Linked DNA regions of Mus musculus: region 1 is linked to region 2. A link is a contact called in public Hi-C data. All regions are on one chromosome and are shown on one strand. The core of a region is the stretch at or near the end of the contact, and the rest is flanking DNA. Distances in the headings are between cores, read along the strand shown.

Evidence for each region. Hi-C and Micro-C count contacts between places; a contact is called where the count stands out from the background.
Region 1: a contact with region 2 is called in a Hi-C map of neural progenitor cells, with 4 times the contacts expected there. The contact joins the enhancer-like site here to the promoter of Synpr in region 2. A contact is called at or near these places in 13 of 484 Hi-C or Micro-C datasets (the HPC-7 cell line, cerebral cortex, cortical neurons and 7 more) and 1 of 115 datasets of contacts at active chromatin or transcription factors (embryonic stem cells).

The regions. Positions count from the first base shown.
Region 1 is chr14:13,811,996-13,814,695 of GRCm38.p6, reverse strand. No RefSeq gene overlaps it. Among named protein-coding and RNA genes, the nearest start is that of Gm281, 100 kb to the left of the region's middle. Within about 2 kb of position 1,400, at least 5 of the 459 cell types and tissues checked have an H3K27ac peak or open chromatin away from gene starts, as enhancers often do. A contact at or near this core is called in neural progenitor cells, where this site is marked.
Region 2 is chr14:13,452,355-13,455,223 of GRCm38.p6, reverse strand. Synpr (synaptoporin) reads right to left here and starts at 1,266. Exons shown (of 5, transcript NM_001163032.1): 1 at 872-1,266. The coding sequence starts at 895.

The DNA of each region.
Region 1 (2,700 bases), core at 151-2,650, 360 kb before region 2:
ACTGATGTAGTCCAGCCCATGCTTAGCACAGAGTAGGACTCCATACCTACTTGACAAATAAAAGCATTTGAGTATATAAGTACATTTCTTGCCTTTGATTCAGGTCACTTATTCCACTGTGACTTAGAGAGCAGGAATGGGAATCATCTTCAGGAAAGGTAGTTTGTTTTATTTGATTTCATTTCTTGTAGTCATAAAAAATGTAGGATCTTACAGAAGTACAATTGATCAAGCTTTTAATTTTCTTTTTATAGGTCTCTGGAGGATGACCACCTGAAGACTTTAGTTATTGATGACTCGCTAAGGAGATGTCAGTGTCAAGCTTTTCAAAAGCACTGCACACAGACAGATTTCTAAGATTCATTTTGGCTTTTTCATGACCTGTGATCTGGAGACCAGGAGAAACAAAGGCAGAAGCCCACAAGCAGTGCTGAGAACCTTAACCAACATTTACTCCGCAATGAAACTGGCTTGGGATATATACTCTCTTAATTAATAATAATCAGAGTAAGATATACACCATGAGCAATACTAAACTAATATTTGAATCTGAAGTTATCAGGGACTTGAGTGACCACAAATGCCTTAGTACTTACTTCTGCTTACAGAAGTTCAAGGTTCGGTAGAACAGATCTCTCAACATCAAATACCTGAAATTAAGCCGGTGTTTCTTACTTATGTCTGCTTGAGGGATTGAGTCTCAAGAGGCTACAGCAGAGGCTATCAATGATTTTGAAGTGTGACAAGTCCTTTTGTCTCTCTGAAGTCCAATGTGTTTTCTGGTAAAAGATGTATGCTTTAAATCACAGTTCTATCTATCTATCTATCTATCTATCTATCTATCTATCTATCTATCTATCTATCATCTATCTATCTATGTGTGCTCACGTGTATTATGTAGGTGCAGATGCATGTCATATATGTGTGCAAATGTGTGGAGGCCAGAAGTTAATGTCAGGTGTCTTCTTTACTATTTCTCACTTAGAAAAGTGTTTTGAGGCCATTATTTATCTATAACTGACCTGAAATTCACTACATAGCCTGCCAGGCTGGGCTTGAACTCACAGAGATCAGCCAGCTCCTGTCTCCTGGGTGTGGGGATTAAAGACAAATGTAACTATGTATGGTTTCCCAACTTGTTTTTGAGACAGGGTCTCTAACTGAACCACAGAATTACTGATTTGGCTGGGCTGAGTGGATTTCAATCCCTTGGATCCTCCTGCCTCCATCTCTTAGGCACTAGGATGACAGGCATGTGCTGCTGTGCTCAGTGTTTTACGCGACTGTTGTAGATTTTCATATTTGCATGGCAACCTGACCTGTGATGCACACTAAAGCCCTCAGTACTTCACTCTGTCTCACACTGAGTTGTGAGAAGAAATAGTACACAGCTCTAAGTCTTTAGGTGGCAGCACTTCCTAACCGATAAACTAGAGACACAGGAATACAGCAGGTGTGGTGTGGTGTGGTGTGGTGTGTGTGTGTGTGTGTGTGTGTGTGTGTGTGTGTGTGTGTGTGTGCAGTTTTGGGATTTATAGATTGGAACCAGTTGGTAATTAGCTTAACAATGTCTGTGAAAGGAGCAGCCTGCTTTTTTCCAGATGGCAGTGAAATTCTCCTTCAGGGGAGAGACCAAAGAATGTCTGGGAAAGGCTCTTCACTCTCCAGCTATCCTCTCTTAGGATCAATTAGGATTTGATGAATAGTGTCTCCATCTGTTGCCAGCTGGGTTTTGAGGGGGAAAGCACAAACATGTATAAACTTTCTTTTCAAAGTCTAGCTTGGATCCATTTGTATTGGATATGCCTGTGCCAAAACAAAACAAACTGTTCAGTTGGTATTTGTTATCCACACAAACAGGCTTGTCTCAACTTGTTTGGTAGTTTGGGATTCAGTTGCAGACTTGTCAGCAGAAAAGACCTGGAATGGAAACCCTTTGAGGATTTGTTTGGGAGAGAAGAGGTACAGCTGCCCTCAGGATCAGGCCTTGTGGTGGAATCTTTGTGTCTCTGTCAATTTGCCTCTGAACTATATTTATTTGTGATGTCCATTTTGCCCAATTTCATAATATGATTTTTATCAGGGTGACATTGACACTTCCACAAACTGGGCAACTTAAAGCAACAAAAGCGTATGTGTACCTGTGTTGCAGGATGTTCTCTGTCCAGTCACATTAGGGCAAAGGGAGGCCTGTGATTGGACAGGGAAAAGGGAGGCAGAGCTAAAAGTGGCCAAGTCAGAGTGTCTTGGGATAGGAGAAGGAAGATGGCTGCTGACTTGTACCCATGGGTGTTTTCCAGCCACAAGTCGCTATGATTTCACAAGGTTAGAAATATTGGGATAAAGCTTTGTAAATTGAGATATTATTGATACATAAATCTTATTGGTTAAGTAAGCTTTAAGAGTCTTGATTCTACAGGGTTACTGGGTCTTGTGATATGCAACCATGATGTTGGTGGTTCCATTTAGTTACTGGAATGTGGGATCAACAACTACATGAGTTCATGGCTGAGGAAGAACGAGCAACACCAGGGACAAGCAAACGAGAGACGGGCACACAGCGAGGGGTCAGGCACAGCAATCAGGTGCAGTCAGGGATAGCTCCAGAGACTTGACAGTGGCGGCAGGAGTGCAGGAGCATAGTCCGGCCCAGTGGAGAGTTGGCAGGATCTTTTTAAATATTTCCCACAACGGACCTGC
Region 2 (2,869 bases), core at 17-2,516:
TGATTAGCTTGAGCCATGGCCACACTAGACTCAGCACTAGGCATGTGGCAGATGGTGGCACAAACACCCAAGACAGTCAGAAAAGAAACAATGGCCATGTGAAGCCCAGCTTTTCATACAGTGCAAGAGATTTACTTTAACAATATGGATACTTTTTGGTGTAGAAATTCAGTTCTCTTAATAAATGTCTCAGAATTGGAGGGGCAGCTCATTTCTTAACTGTAGTTTGGTATAAGACCTTATGAATTTAACATAGTATTTGGAAGCTATTTAAAGAGTTGAAGATATTCTCACAGTGATACTGGTGAAGAAACTTTAATTAAAATTATAGGCAAGTTGTGGCACAATGAATATACTCAGAACATTAAGTGCCCTAAAAAAAAAAAGGCTGAGATGGAATGGCATTACATTTTTATGAAGCTTAATATAACTTTGCTTAGTTTCTTACTGTGTTAAAAAGAAACCCAGAAACCCAGTATATACTTTAGTAGCTAACGTGAGAATTATACTATATAACCCAGACTCTGTGGTTTAAACATGCATAAAAGAAAGCAAAGTTAAAGGGGAAAAAGACATTATCACCAATTATTTTTTAAAAAATCACATTGGTAAAGAAAATTATACACCCCAAATGTACTTATACATGTATATATACAAAGAGAAAGAGACAGAGATAGACAGAGACATAGAGAAAGACAGAGATACACACACACACACACACACACACACACACACACACACACGAGCGCGCGCGCACACACACACAGACAGACAAAGAGAGAGGGACAGAGAGACAGAGAGAGACAGAGAGACAGAGAAAGACAGAGAGAGACAGAGAGTGAGAAAAGCAAATCAATAGAGATAAACTTACCGGAGCAAATATCACCATACACATTTACAAAAGAATTGATAATCCAACTTCCCTCTCCTGAAAAAATAAAGAGGTTGTCTCATACTAAAAATGAAGCTTCTCTGTCCACAGCACCAGCTCTTGTCCCTCTCTTTATGAAGCAAAGGAAAAGGACAAGAAATCAATGCAGAGGGAAAGTCAGATGCTATACCAATCAGATAGCAGCTTCTGCCTTCTTGCAGAGAGATGGGAAGACAGTCATATTAGTAGACAGTGACAGCCCACAGCTGACTACAGGAACCTGATACTCCCTTGCTGTGTGCTGGCTGCTTTGTGGGGAGGACGTTACCTCCGTTGTGCACTCCCACACTTGGCTCTCTGCTCACAACTGCAAGTGCAGGCTGCTTTGCACAAGCACGCTGCATCATGAGCTAAGGCACCAGCTCCCCTCTTACTCAGAGAGCCCCCTCCTCTCACCACAGCACTTAAAATCAAACTGTGAGCTGAACACAAGCCAGGAACTTGCATGTTTAGGGTACAGGGAAGCAGTGGTTTCATTAAATCCTCTGGAATAGATTTGCATAGATGAGGCAAATGTATGTTTGCTTTTAAAAACTGCCCTTGTTTTTATGGAAATGCATGGGTGTTATGCATGGTACCCATTTGGAAAAGTCATGCACTGTCCATAAATAATCATTAAGGTGATGGCACTGGAAGATGGCTTTTCAGGCTCTGGGGACTATGGAAGGGACAAATTATAACTTGGTGCTCATTCATCATGACAGTGTTAATGAAGACTTGTGAAAATCACAAAATTAAAAAGCTGGCAGAGGCTTAAACAAGACTCAAATTTCTTTCTTTTTTCAGAAAGAAGTGGCACTCATTTCTTCAAGGGGCATCAGTCTGGATATCCAGAGGCTATTGTTCTGGGAGGGTGGGCCAGCCTTCACAGAGAGATTCCTCTTGGGTGCCCTGAGGATATTGTCTAACCCACTGAAGGATATTGTCCCCTGAATATCTGTACTGAATTACAGAGGGAATCCTGCAAGTCTGTACTCCCTCTGCCCTGAGTGAGCACTCTGCTCAGCACAGTAAGAGGTCTAGTGTGCCAGCTTTGTCTATTGCTCAGCTACTAATGTCCCAACAGAAAGGCCAACAGACTGCCACGTGTTTAATCCACGGTATGTAATCCAGAATCTGCCATGGGTCAGGTTTACCCCTCTTTCTGTTTCTGTCTGTGTCTCTTTCCTCTTCTCATGTAGACATCTGGACACAACATAGTAACAACATCATCAGTTATTTTCTAGCTCTACTTTTGTTCCTGTGAAGAAGGGGAGGGTGGGACCAAAGAACACCGGCCAAATGTGAGTAAGAGTGAAACAACCTGGAATCTCCTGCTGCTTCTCCTCTCACTGGGAGATTGTGAGAACTGACAGCCTTTTTAGCTCTCTGTGCCTTAGATTTCCCTCTGTAAAGTGGCACACTAACATTTCACAGTTCTTGGTAGGGAGATGTAAAGAAGGAATGAAAGACAAGACAGTGCGTTCAAGTCCAAGTGTGTGCACAGGAACTCTGGCTTGCTGTCTCTTCCTCACTTGGTCTTTTCCATTGTGAGGATAGAGCCCAGGGCCTCAAGCACTTGGGGAAAGAGTGTAACACTAAGTTCAGCTCCAGGTGACAGGGTGAGATCTTGTTCCCAATGAATAAGCAAGTCTTCAGGATGCTTAAAATCTTCAAATTTTGTGAACTCTATGGTCCTTTGAAATTCTCATAGGATCCTATCCCTCAGTGCTTGAGCACACACACACACACACACACACACACACACACACACACACACACACAATCATGGTCACTAGCATATGCTTATTGAAAAGTTACCACATCACAATGAGTGAAATTAAGTGGTGAAGCCAGTAAAAGGCTGCCCATCGCTAAGCACTTATGAGTACTTATGAAATGAGTATTTTCAGAATTATTGAAGGCAGAATTGGTGGAAGGATTGATACCTCATGCCAA